2 separate regions of the Rattus norvegicus genome follow, and region 2 is linked to region 1. The links are chromatin contacts, called in public Hi-C maps. All regions are on one chromosome and are shown on one strand. Each heading gives the region's core, a stretch centred on a gene start, on an enhancer-like site or on the middle of the called end of the contact. The rest is flanking DNA. Distances are from core to core; before and after follow the strand shown.

Region 1 (7,030 bases), core at 1,465-3,964:
GGGTCTTGAGTGTCTACATGGTCTGAGCAGTTGTGTAAGTTGTTTGTTTTGCTCTCACAGCCGGACCGACTCCCTCAACTGTTGTTCTCTCCGCTGTTCTCCATCAACCTCACACAGCTGTGCTCACCTCGGCTTCAGTGTCCCCCCCCATCTCTATTCCCCTCAGGCTGACTTCCTCTCTGGCCTGGCTTGTCTCAGCAGCCTTCTTGTTTGTGTCTCTGACGTTGTATCCCACAGACCCAGCCGTACAGTGTCTGTGCAGTCTTCCTGAAAGTACCCATCCTGCTGTTACCATCCTTTCTGCCTCCCAGGATCTACTTAGGATGAAGTGACTCCCGCCTCATCATGGCCTCTAGGGTCCGCCTTTGATGGAAGTCTCTGGCTTCCATCCTGGCTCTAACACTACCATTCCACACACCAGATCTCAGCCTTGGGGATGCGCTCTGACCCTGTCCATAAGCCTGTAGACTTCTCTCTAGCCCATGCTGTGTGTCCAGCTTTGCTCTGGCCATACCCACGGGAGGGCCTCTGTGACAAGTGGCCAGCATATCTCTCATTGAATCCAGCATATTGTAGTAAATGGCTGTTTGTCTCTTCGATGAAGCCTAGAATCTCTTGAGAGCCGGAACTATGTCTGTAAATCACACTGGAGTTTGCTTCTGAAAGTCGCTGGACTGTATTGCTTGTTCTTTGCCAAACACCAGGCCCTTTCATGCCTAGGTCAGTGACAAATGCAAATCCTATTTCAGAATGTTATTTAGAAAAAAATAAGTTCACGATTAAAATGCTAAAATAAAATAAAAACCAGATATTTGAAACTTTCCTCTTCTTTTTTCCCCTCCTCATCCTCCTTCCTTCCTCCTCCTCTTCCTCCTCCTCTTCCTCCTCCTCCTCCTCCTCCTCCCCCTCCTCCTCCCCCCCCCTCCTCCTCCTCCTCCTCCTCCTCCTCCTCCTTCTCCCTCATTTTTGTTTTGAAACAGGGTCTCACTCTGGCTACATAGTCCAGTCTGGCTTAGAACTTACTATATAGTCTAGGCTGGCCTTGGAAATGCATTTGAATCTGTAGTCTCAGCCTAGCAAATGCAGGGGTGGCAGACACAGGCAGGGGAGACTCGGTTCTTCTCGTCGTTAAAGGGGCCCGGGTGCCCGTCTCAGTGGTGCTTTCTTTTCCTTCCTCAGAACCTCACAAACTATGACCTGTGCAGCATCCTGCTCGGGACGTCGACGCTCCTTGTCTGGGTTGGAGTCATCCGATATCTGGGTTACTTTCAGACGTACAATGTAAGCTCCCAGAAGCGCCATCGTGATTGACACGGGCTCCGCCTCCGGGTTCTGCTGGATGGTTTCCGACCTCCGAGCCTTCCACCCCTCTGTCTTCCAGGCGCTCATTTTAACCATGCAGGCCTCCCTGCCCAAAGTGCTCCGGTTCAGCGCTTGCGCCGGTTTGATCTACCTGGGCTACACGTTCTGCGGTTGGATTGTCTTAGGGCCGTACCACGAGAAGGTGTGTAGCCCCAGTTCTTTCTGCATCCCGGCGGGCACGTGGCCGGGCACGCGGGGCCCTTTCCCTGGGTCTCCAGCACTTACCTCTGCCTCTCTTTTCCAGCCCGCACCCTCCATGTCAGTACCCGCAGGGTTTCTTTTTCTGTTTCTCTGTTTTCTCCTTTTGGGGATGTAGAAGTGACATCAGGATGTGGGAGCACCTCTCAGAGAAGTCTGAGCCTGGCTGAGGATCTGATGCGTCCCATCAGCTCATTAGCAGTGAACCATGTTTACCTGTGGGATCGCCGTTAGCAAGCGTTAAAAAACAAAGTAAGGGGATTATGACAGAGTTGCTCTAGTGTGAAGTGTTAGGGCCTCCATCCATACTGGCTGAGTGCAACAGAGGACAGTAACAGCCCTGCCTGCAGTGAGCACTTCACCTGTCTTGACGTGCGTGCACACCCTTGAGGGTGGTTTGGACAGTCTCAGGTCTGTGTCTTAGCTGAGTTTCTAACTACGTTTCCTTTCCATCATTATCCTAAGTCCAGGACTGTCAAGCATATGGTCAAGCTATGGTCAATCCCAAGAGCTTTCAGGAAGTGGTGCTGTGAGTTCAAGGCTAGCCTGGGCTAAATGCTATATTTTGGGCTAGCCTAGGAACAGAAGGAGACCTTGACTCAAAACCATGATACAATTGATTGGAAATGCATGAGGCTGTATTTCAAGCCAAACAGTGAAAAGGGTCATTGTACCTCACAGCATTTCTTTCCCCCGACAATTGCTCAACCCTAAATTCTGACCTTGACGTTAACCAAAATACTACGTCCTTTGTGAGCTTTACTCAGAGTGAGTGACACACATGGCTTAGACCCTCCTTGCTGTCCTATCCAATCAAACCTCAGTGTGGGACACCAGTGTTCACTGTCTGTCACATTTAGTGTGTCCAAAAGCAGTCCTGATCTTTTTTTCTGGAAAAACAGTACAATGAGCAAAGAGGCAGCCTCCAGCATAGCAGTCAATCCTAAGATCCTATCGATTGTCCCTGTCTCGTGTCACTTCTTTGAAGGTGACTCATGGGTAAAGATTGCTCTTTGATATGATGACTCTAACATGGAGAGCTCACTGTCTTACCAATTGCGGGAGAATTAGCACTTTTCTTCCTCTTGCTTGCCTCCTGCTCCTGGAGCAGCTTCACCTCTCTGTCACTAGAGGGCACTGTTGCACTGTGTGGAATAAATATTGGGCCCAAACAGGCTTTCATCCAACCATTGGTCCCAAGACAGTCGGACAAGTGGTCCAATGTCCTTTGTCACACGCTCTGTGCAGTTCTGTCCCCAGTCATTATTCTGAAAGGTTCAAAGTTCATACCGTTTGACGTTTACTGAATGGCTTCTATCCTTTGCCTTCTGTTAGGCCCCGTGTCCAAGTTCTTTATCTCCCTTGCTCTGTCCCTCCTCTCACTGGGATACAATGCCTGGCAGACCAACTCTTAGGGAAGAAAGGTTTATTTTAGCTCTTGGAGTCAGTGCAGGGTCATTTGGCCCCATTGCCTTAGGGCCTGTGACCAGGTAGTGTGCATCGTGGCAGGAGAGGACAGAGGAGGCCTATTTGCTGCACAGTATCCAAAAGGAAAGAGGGAAGCAGGAGGGGTTGGGTTTCCAACAACTCCTTCAAATATCCCCAGAGGTCTCCCACTAGGCGCTGTCTCCTAAGGGTGCCCAATGGTGCTAGAGTTTGGAGACCAAGCCTTTAACACATGTGCCTTTGGGGTCATTTTGAGGTCAGAGCCACCATACCCTATCTTCTCGTCCCTGTGAGACAGTACCATCCTTAATGGAGAGTAAGAACCTTGAAGTACCAAGGCTTTTTCTGCGGTCACCCAGACAGTAAGTAAATCACAGCGTCACACCCGGCCTGCCAGCCTCGGTTATCACATGCTGATATCAAGAACAGCTGAGCAGCATCGAGACCAGTGTTCATTAGCACTTTTCGAATCACAGCAGCCTTGCCTGTGAAAGCCATTTCACCACTTAAATCAAACAAGCAAACGAAAGACTCCAAAGGGAAGGTGTCGGGGAAATTCTTACTTGCTGCGGCCGACTGGAGCCCAAGCACCAGACGCTTCAGCTTCCTGCCTTCCTGTTACACATCTGACTTCAGCCCCAGGAACCCAAGTGTCACATCGATGCCCATTTCCAGCACTAATGGGCTTTGGCACATGCTCCTTGTAAATGCCTAGACACAGGGAGCTAAAGGCGGCCAATCAGCTTCCATACCGTACTCTGAATTATTAAGCACCTCTCTAATGTGGCTTTTACATTTCCTGTCTCCAGGGGACTTTTTTTTTTTACTGTGATGCATGAATAATAGTTTTATATTATCTCCATTTTACAAATAAGAGGAACAAGCCACCGATAAACCATTGCGCTTTGCTGAAGCCACGGCCAAGGTTGTGAGATTTCCAAGGCGTCCGCTCTTGCCCAGACGCTTTGCTTATTCATCGTGATCCAGCTAAAACATTCTACCTATCCAAAGAGAGTCTCGCTACATGCCTTCCAACCATACCTGAAGTCATTCGGACCTAAGCGATTGCAGGCTGTATCTGCATTTAAGCGAGAGGTCTTTTGGCTCACCTACAAGCATCATTTGTGACATAAATGCTTGTTCTGTTCTGTTCTGTGATTTCATACAACCACCAGGACTTTTTAACGGAACTGCCCATTGGCTGTTTATGAGCAGCCTCTGTACACACAGCGTAGTTCCTAGAAAGCAGAGATGGTGGTTCATTCCTCATCTTGTTTTTGGTGCCCACCCTGGTGCCTGGAATGTGTCAAGTGTTCATCGACTTTGCTGGCGAGAGCCAGTTGGTCTACCTTTCAGGGTGTGAGGGCTAACCTGCCGAGACGGAGTGTCACCTCAGAGACACATCTGTAGGCATTAACATTTGGGCATTTCCAGAAAGTTCTAACAGAGGACTCATCCTGGATGTCAGTGGCATAAGGTCTCAGAGTCCGGAATGAATATAAAGGGGAAAAGAAGAGCTCCAGGAGAAAGCCCTGATGCTGGTTCTTCTCCCACTGAGATGCAAGCAAGTGGCTGTTGAACGCTCCCACTGCCCCACCTTCCTGACATGATAAATTGTATATCTGACCCATCCCCCACCAAAAAATAACCTGTGAGGAAGATAAATCCTCCTTCCTTGCTAGGTATTTGTTCATAATGACAAGAAAACCAGCTGGACACAGGGTCTTGCTGTGCCTAAGGGCTAGCCCATGTGCTGTCCAACTGAAGACATTTTAGCACCTGCTCATTGGCCTCTCTTATGCTTGTGTGTTAGAATTTGACCACTAAAAGAACTTTCGTTGTGGTCTATTCTTGTGGTAGAAAAATGACCCAGTATACAATAGTTACTTTATTAGGTCTTTGCTATAATCTGGTGGGCTAGACTAGGTCTGATTTGTACACAGGAGGGAGAGGTATAGTGGCTATGCATACGTTAAGGTTGAGCGGGCACTGTGTCTATACTGAGCGTGCTTGCATAGGGAGCTAAGGCATAGATCTGATAGGTACTGACCATCGAGCTATCTGAATTTCTGAAACAGGAAGCACAAAGTGTTAGAGGCCTTGAAATGAAAGAATCGATGAGCCCCACGGTGCTGTTAGAATTTCCCTGGCATCCAGAGAAGCCAACTTTAGCCTTATTATTGTCTCAAGCTGGTGACAGTAAGGGATATGACAGAACTTCCTGTCTGTTAAGCGGTCTGCATACTTGCTGTTAAGAGATCTGCTCAACTGGATGCTTCCTGCAAGACTCCAAGGAAAGCAATGTTAGTCCCATTCTGCAGAGCTGACTTTTCCAGGGCTTGAGAGTGATCACTGTTTGGAACATGTTCTCCTACCCGCATCCGGCCCTGCTCCATCTAGTGCTAAGACAAGTGTACGATGTAAGGTTTGCTTTGCAGCTGAGGTGTAGAAATGCATTTGGGGGCAGTTAAAAGACAGCCCTACCACATTCTCCAGCCTTCTGGCTGATAATATAGCAAGAGCTGCAGCTGACAGAGCATCTTATTCCCAAGTAGACCTTGACTTAGCTCTTGAATGTTGACTTTGATGCAGAGGGAAAGGAAGAATACGTGAGAGGAAGAGACCAGTTTCTACCAGGGAAATGTACGATGGGAAGATATTAATATCGACAAGAGGCAACACGAGGTGACATGGAAGAAGGACTTATTGGAACCTTCTGTGTTCCTGTTTTCAGTTTTATGGCCATACACAAGAGAAATGGCTTTGAAGCTATCTTTGTGAGACTTAGGCTTGTTTCAGTTTGGATTAAAAGGTAAAGAGAACAGCATGCCAAAGAGCCCCCACCCTCTAGAAGTTTCTGTAATGACATCAGAAAGGAAGAGAGAGAGTGGCTCACATCACAAAGCACAGGGACTTTGGAGGACCAAAGAGTGGGGAGACAACTGGCCGTGCCAGCATAGACTTGGTGTTCTCAGTCATATTGGTGTAGATGTTTCTGTTGGGTGGAGGTTGGATTCAGTTAGAGGAACAGAGGAATTTAGAAGGAGAGCCCTTTTCTTGGATAGGGAAAAGAGAGGTTCACTTTGTTACCTGTAATGTGACAGCAGCTCCCTCCTCCCCCATGACAATATCCCAGATGCTTATCTAAGCCTTGGGTGTACCCAAGGCCATGCTCAATTAATGAACGTAGAGACCTGACCCCCCTAATGTCAGAATGGATTGAGAACTCTACAGTAACTCCTTTCATATATTTCTGAAAACCATATTATATAGTCTTTGTATGGTTTAAGTCACCATTACCCCAGCAGCTTTTCATTGTCATCTACTGCCTACCCCTGGCTCCAAAGATCCGTTGTTTATTAATGGCATACAGTTGCTTTGAGTGGGGATGAGGCAGTTTGATAACTCTCCTGAGCCAGGATGACTGACTGTGGGGTCTAGCGATACTGTGTGTCAGCCTTGGGCCACTGCCTCAGCTCCATGTGCTTAATGTGCCAGCAACGTAATGTCCCAGTTCCCACTTGGTGCCTCAGATACATTGTATCTAAAACGCCAATTAGTAGCCTATGGATAGTAATTTTTCTCGTGGCTGCCACAAAATAGCTAACGAAAGAAACTAAAGGAAGGATTTGCTTTGGCTTACAGTTTGAGGGTACATCCCGCCATGCTGGGGCCGCCATCATGGTGAGACCATGGGGTCGCTGGTCACATGACATCCACAGTCAGGAAGCAGACAGAGACAGATGCTGGTGCTCAGCTCTCTTTTTCCTTTTTAATAAGCCTGGGATGTTAGTCAGCACAGGAAATGTTGCTACCTACATATAGGGTGTATCTTTCCACTTAAGTTTAACTAGAAATTCCTCAGACACCTGCCAGGGACGTGGCAGGATTCTATGTAGTTCTGGAGCAGCTCAAGTCAACAATAAGGATTAACCATCGCAGGACCCCTCGTAGCCTTCATGAAGATATACTTTCTCCAGAGTCTCTCTTTTTTTTCTGTCTAGGACTTTCTGCCTCACTTGGA
Region 2 (7,030 bases), core at 1,178-3,677, 300 kb after region 1:
AGCATGAGGTGAATGCTAATATGGTAAGATTGAAGGAAAAAATGTAGCAGTTTAGAGAAAGAATATTTAGTGCCCCATTCCCTGAAAAATAGGTGATAATATGCATAAATGTAGAACTAAAAATGCAAATCTTGAAATTGGCTATCTTAAACACTTTTCCAAACATTCCTTTAACAAAATTTCCCTATGTTCCATATTCAATTATGAAAACTAATTATTATACCAATGTATTAGTAAAGCCATAGAAAGAAATGTATTGCATGTATATAACGGGAAAAAGCATTGGGTAACCTACGTTGTAGGATTTCTTTTAGAGGCAAGTCTCTCATTGTGCCCAAACTCCATCTTCCTTAGATACTATAATAATGTAAACTCAAAGCTCCAGAATGTGATGTAAGTCATATAAATAAGTAATATAAGCTCACTGAGAAATTCATTTTGAAACCTTCTGGCTTAAGGCTAAACTAAAAAGTCATATGAATCTTGAAGGTATTTTATTTATTTAATATTGAACTCAGACCCAGTGAGGTAAAGCTGAGTAAGGTGAAGAAAGTATTTAAATTGTCAATGTTCTGCTGACAAAACACAAAATAGCAAAATTTATTGGTAGTGTTTTCTTGCCATTCATTGTTAATAGGTTCTCTTTGGGTCAAGTTACTTTTGACAACAAAGTCTATCTTTAATCATCTAATATGTAAACAATAGTACAAGGTTAAAAAAGAAGCATTTACTAGGAGATATTGATAGTTCATGAACTGTATTTAATATTCATAGCTTCGAATGTAAATGAATTTAAAGGCAATTTTATTTTTCCTTCCTTCCTATCCCAATATGTACTACTTATTGGACATACTGTAAAACTATGATGACATCTGGTGTTTGAGACAGCAATGCACTCTGGTTTCCTAACTCAATCGTTTGGGGAAAGGAAAAAATAAACTTTCTGAGACTAAGACAAAATAAAGTTTGTTTATTTCTCAATCTTTTCTTAATATTGGGTACTGCACCATGTAAACATCTTCTTTGAAATTCCTTCCAGTACTAACATTTACTCCATGGTTCTTAAGTATTATTGCAACTAACATTAGGTAAAACATTCTTTAAGTTACACGTTAATCTTAGAAATCTGCATTGTTTTAGCATACATTATGGGTAACAAGTCACAAGGTAAAATATTCGTGTTACATGTCATATTCATTCATTCAGTTTGGTGGCAAGCGTTTAATCACAGCGCTTGGAAGACTGCAGCTGATAGATCTCTCTGAGTTTTGTGGCTATTCTGATCTATATAGAGTTTCTGGCCAGCCAGAGCTACAAAGTGAGACACTGTCTTAAACAATATTCTGTTTTCTTAATATTATGTATTAATGTGGTTCTGTAAGTGAGTGGATGCGGATGTTCCCTGACTCTAGTGAGGGCCTGGACTTGGTGCTTTTGAGTTGCCCAGAGTGGGGTCTGGGAAGTGAACCTGGTCCTCTGTAGGAGTTCCCCAGTCCTCTAACTGCCATCTTCCAGCCTCAGCTTTCATATCCTTTACACATTTCCTTTCGTTTCGTTTTCAAGAAACACAGGAAGGGTTTTAACTTCGGCAGTTTAAATGGCTTGCCGAAGCACACAAGGGCAAGCAGTAGGCCTAAATTCAAACCGAAGTTTCTTAGACAGTCACTGTTAAGGATTGGGTAAAACAGCAAACTTCCGGTGCACATTTCTTTTTTTCCCCGCGAGCTGATATTAACTGCTTCGTAATGTGAAGTGTTGGCCCAGAGCAAATCTTGTCATTTTTCTCAGTATCCCAAAGAAACGGCACTCCTGACGAACCTCATGTTTATAGATGTTAGATCCCAACAGGACACCGGAGCTTGAACTAATTTAAATCGTATTTAACTTTTGAGTCTTCTGAAAACTCCCTCTGGGGTTCGGTTACAAGCACGAAGCAATTACAGACATCGAAAGAGCAAACGATCCCCGAACGCCAGTCAGCGCTAACGGGAAGCTGTGCGGGGCGGCCCACACCTCTCGGCGACGGGCCAGGCCTCCGACTGTCCGGGGTCCCGCGGCCCGGGTCGGTTACGGTGCCCTCGGCCCTGGGTTTGGCGGGCTGCGGCCGGCTTTTAGTAACTCCCTCCCACCTGCGACGAGCCCCAAGGCGGCGCTCTCGAGCCTTCCCCGGGCGTCCTCTTACCTCGCCCTAACCAGCCCCTCCTGACGCGGAAGGCGCCGGCCGGGCGTCGGGCCGCACCGCCCCGGTCGCCACCGCGCCCACCGGCCGCTCCGCCCCTTCTCCTCACTCGCGCGCGCTGCCAAGCCCGCGGCCGTCCAGGAGGCGTCGCCGCGCATGCGCGGCGCGCACAGCACCGGAAACTTAGACGAAGTTCGGAGTCCCGCCTCCGCCGTCCTGCGACCTGCCGCCCCCTACTCGGACTGACAAGTTGGCCCGGCTGTCCCGAGCGCCATGTCGGGTTCTTCTAGCGTCGCCGCCATGAAGAAGGTGGTTCAGCAACTCCGGCTGGAGGCCGGGCTCAACCGCGTGAAGGTGAGCGTGTGCGAGCCGGCAGTGGGCCCTGGTGGGAACGCCGGTGGACACGCGGCGCCTGACTCTCGGGCAGGGCTGTGGGCCGCGGGCGAGGAGGGGGCCCGCCCTTCCGCCGCCGGTGGACTCTTCCCTGCCCCGGCGGGTCTCCCTACCGGACGCCAAGTCTCGCCACCGATTTCCGTCTCACACTGCTCGCCCTAGACTTACTCCTAGTACTCGTCCTTTAAACACACACGAGTCCTCCCGGGTAGTTCCCAGACCACGGCCTAATAAACAACTTTGTTTGCTGAACATCCCGGGAGACTGAGGACACCACCCTTGCTCAGTACTGCCTCGAACAAAGAGGTGTTTGGAACAGACGCCACAGTGTGCTCGCGTCTGACCTTGTTGGGGTATCTGTTTACTGGCTCACATGCCGGAGAAACCGATGAGCGCTGGCCTCTGTTCTCACCTTGCCGTCTGGTTGGTGTCGTGTCTTGGGCTATTATTGACTTTTGGGGAAAGGCCTTCTGACCGTGTTGGTAGATATCTAGGTGTTCAAACGCTGTTTTAAGGACCGTTTGGTTATTTTTTTCATTTCCTAATCAAATTGGCTTCTTTCTGATGTAATAGGTCGGGTTACATGTGAAACACTTCCCGGCGATTATAAAAAGAAACAAGAATGTAAATCACCCTGCTAGAAGCTGCCAGCTTCCAAGGTGATTTGATTTTATATTCAACAGGCTAGTCCTTATTTCTAATGTACTTTTGGGAAGGGCTTCTATTTAGCTTCCTCAAGTAGAAATGTCAGAGACCCCTTAACTTCCTTGTAACCTTAGGAGGGTAGGGAGACGCCCATCAGTCTTGGTTTGGACTCCATTTCTCTAATCAATTCTCACTTCATCTAAGTGACTTACTCTGTCTTGGCCAGATTAGAGCTCTGAGATTCGAAGCAACCTATTGATCATCATCATCATTTATACATATTAACTATCATAAAGTGGGTTGTAAAGGAAATAATGAATGTATAATTACAGTCGTGGTACTTAACCCTAGTGGGCCTAAGCAATGAGCTCCCAGAGAATGCCCTTTTCTTTGAAAATCCTAACTGCTCCCTGCCAGTCTCCTAGCTTATCTTGCCTTGTGTGTGAATTCTTCTGAAAGCTTCTGATTGGGATGATTTTAAGTCACCACAGAAGTTTTTGAAGTTTCCACAGCAAGGCACATCTCACTTAGGAATTTTACGTTTTTTTTTAGGTTCCTAAATTAGGTTAGGTGCCATTTGACATCATCCATGTACCACACCTATGCTAGGTGCTTTTTTTGTGTGTGACATTTTAAAGCTAGCATAAACTTACTATTGCATTTGTTTAGGTGGTAATTACGAGCGCTTTATGAAACCCTCAGAGGTAGGTCAGGACATTTGGAAGCCTAATAGTTTTGCAGTGTCGACCTCCTGGATAGTGGATAGTGACTGACTGTGGCTTGGGTCTTAGCAACCTTCCGTTTTAAGTCCAAAGCTGCTGTTTAAAATACTGGGTTTTTGGTTTTTCTTTTTTTCTTTTTCCCATCTTTATTAACTTGAGTATTATTTACATTTCGATTGTTATTCCCCTTCCTGGTTTCACAGCCAACATCCCCCAACCCCTCCCCCTCTCCTCAATGGGTGTTCCCCTCCCCATCCTCCCCCCATTACCACCTTCCCCCCAACAATCACATTCACTGGGGGTTCAGTCTTGGCAGGACCAAGGACTTCCCCTTCCACTGGTGCTATTACTAGGCTGTTCATTGGATTTTTGGTTTTTCGAGACAGGGTTCCTCCATATGGCCCTGGCTCTCCTGGAACTCTGGAAACCAGGCTGGCCTCAAACTGAGGTCTGTCTGCCTCTGCCTGCTGGGATTAAAGGAGTGCTCCACCATGGGCTTAGCTCCCTGTCATCATTTATCCTCTTTCCTGCACTTAGTCACACAGCCTTAGGTGCCTCACTGTTGTTTAGGATTCTCTCTGCCTAGAGATGCAGTCCATATATAGTGTACTTGGAGAAATCTGTGGGAAAGGATTAACAGGCACTTTAAGCTTACTGCTGCTGACTGTGAACAAAACCAAATGCAGTATTGTGCAGCACAGATAGCCACTTTTGAGTACAGTAACCACTTTTGAGACGCTAAACAGGGTGTGGGTTATTTGTACAAGTGTTTTAAAACTGCAGTAATGTCTAGTATTCAGAGTCTATTAGTCACAAGGGACTTATACTGATTTGTTTTATAAGCCAAACACAGATAGATTGAAGGTGAGTTTAAACTGATCCAGGATGAGTGAGCCTTTGGTCACAATATAGCTGTTATCTAAGGGTTTTTAATGGAGTATGTGTAATGCTATTTACTCTTTAAGGCACAACACCAGGGTCTTAGGCATTTGTAACTTTGGAGATAACTGAGCTTGAATAAAGTGGACACGGGAATTAAATGTTTGAGTGCAGACCCATTCACTTTGTTGTGTCAGTACTAGTGTTCAGTCGGCTAGTTTGAGATAGTGTTTTGCCAAGTAACTGGACTGGCTTTGAACACAGCTGTTTAAGTTATAAAGCCTGACAGCCTTCTGCTCTGTTTTATGAGACTTGAAATTTTAAAAAGTATTTGCATGGTGTATGTGAGCATCCATGCTATGGTGCACATGGAGAGTTAAGAGAACAAGCAACCTTGTCAAGTTTGATCTTTCCTTCCACTTATGTGGGTTCTGGAGATCAAATTCAGGCCCAGTTTGACCACCTTTCTGAGTAGCCTGGCTTTAAGAAACACTGTATTTGCCTCAATGTGATTTGGCAGTGTTGATACATATATACAGTGCAACCCAAATAGGATTTTAGTATTATTCACTATATCCTGTATTTCCTAACTAGAATATACATAATGGTAGGTGCATGCCACTCTTACATTCATGACATATGGATGAGTATAAATTTAAAGAATTCTGATTTCTGTGCTAGTTACTTTAGGTTCACGGCTTTTTTCCAGTTTGCTCTCAAGACAATTTCCCTATAATGCTAAGATCTTTTAGTGAACTATTAACACTATGTATTACTTAATAACAAGATAATTGGGGGATGTGACTCAGTTGTTTAGAGTGTTTGCCTAAGAATATAGAAAGGCCTGAGTTGGATCTCAACAGGTGGTAGAGGCAGGAGGCACAAGGTTCAAAGCTTTTGCTACAGAGCAAGTTTGTGGCCAGCCTGGGCTACACAAGACAAAACAAAATCTATTTTCTCCAAACCAGGCTGTCAGGGCTTGTTGAAAAGCCATCATATCAAAGCAGGACACGCCATGCCGTGCTTCACAGTGAATGGGGTTAGACCGCTGAGTCACTGAGGCTTGGGATACTAGAGAAACATCGCAGATCACTTTCATTTACTAAGTGTTTTATGAGGCAGTATAGACTTTAGCTGTAAGTTATTTTGGAGTGATGTTTATTTCACTTGTTTCCAGACTTACAAAGACCATTAGAACCTTAACCAATAGACATTTCTCCTTTCTTATTGTCATAGGTTTCCCAGGCAGCTGCAGACTTGAAACAGTTCTGTCTGCAGAATGCTCAACATGACCCTCTGCTGACTGGAGTGTCTTCAAGTACAAATCCCTTCAGACCCCAGAAAGTCTGCTCCTTTTTGTAGTCATATATCTCGAGGTAAGTTCATACCACTCCCTTTTGATACAAAGGAAGAAGTAGCTCGGTCTTTTTATTTGTAGCACTGACAACATCTATCCCTGCAGTCCTGCTTGGCATTCCAAATTCCTTATTTTTGAAGGTTACTGAAAACTAATTAGTAGTCACAAAGACTTACAGTTTTTACTTTTATCAGAGAGTACTAAATAGATGTAATAGCTGTAAAAAAGGCATGGGAGACTCAAAAGCCCACTGCTGCCAACAGCCATGTTTGTGTAGTGCTGGCACAAACAGCATGCATATTGGAAATCCGAAAATACTTCACTTATTTGCCTGTCAAATTGAAATGTTAACGGATTACAGTATTTATAGGAGTGGCTCTGCAGGTACCCTGGTGGATTTGTGGATAAGCTGTTGTCACTGGTGTAAGAGAGCCAAGTGTGAGTAGCACTGCAGAGAACTGGGGGGAAAGCACACTTGGGAGTATATGAGTAAGCACATATAACACAGGCATATCTCTCTCTCTCTCTCTGTCTCTCACACACACACACTCACACACACACACACCAGCCCTTTTTCATTTGTTGAGCAAAGATAAAGGGAGAGAGATTTACACTTGTGTGGGCAGTTAACTGGATTTAAGGATTTGGACAGTATATGGCTATCAGAGTTTATATTCATGTCCTAGACTAAATGTCATTTGTCCAAAATTGTTTTGGCTGATTGAAGATGTAATTAAAGGCCACTATTATTTGTAATCTTTGGTACATTAGTTAGTGAATGAGGAAGCAAACTTAAAACTATGAGTGTTTTAAAAGTACGCTGTGTGTGAAACACACCCTTATACTAACATTCTG

What was found. A called contact is a pair of places that touch in the nucleus more often than the background predicts.
Region 2: a contact with region 1 is called in a Hi-C map of Schwann cells, with 5 times the contacts expected there. The contact joins the promoter of Gng5 here to the enhancer-like site in region 1. A contact is called at or near these places in 2 of 12 Hi-C or Micro-C datasets (the A7r5 cell line and Schwann cells).

What each region holds. Positions count from the first base shown.
Region 1 is chr2:237,750,132-237,757,161 of GRCr8, forward strand. It overlaps Mcoln2 (mucolipin TRP cation channel 2), which reads left to right. Exons shown (of 14, transcript NM_001039005.1): 10 at 1,180-1,281; 11 at 1,382-1,504. Among named protein-coding and RNA genes, the nearest start is that of Mcoln2, 40 kb to the left of the region's middle. Within about 2 kb of position 2,715, at least 4 of the 93 cell types and tissues checked have an H3K27ac peak or open chromatin away from gene starts, as enhancers often do. A contact at or near this core is called in Schwann cells, where this site is marked.
Region 2 is chr2:238,052,527-238,059,556 of GRCr8, forward strand. Gng5 (G protein subunit gamma 5) reads left to right here and starts at 2,428. Exons shown (of 3, transcript NM_024377.2): 1 at 2,428-2,533; 2 at 6,055-6,194. The coding sequence starts at 2,453. The coding sequence ends at 6,180. Spata1 (spermatogenesis associated 1) reads right to left here and starts at 2,250. Exons shown (of 15, transcript NM_001014177.1): 1 at 2,183-2,250. It overlaps LOC134485993 (a long non-coding RNA gene), which reads left to right and starts at 2,540. Exons shown (of 2, transcript XR_010064493.1): 1 at 2,540-2,995; 2 at 3,146-3,192.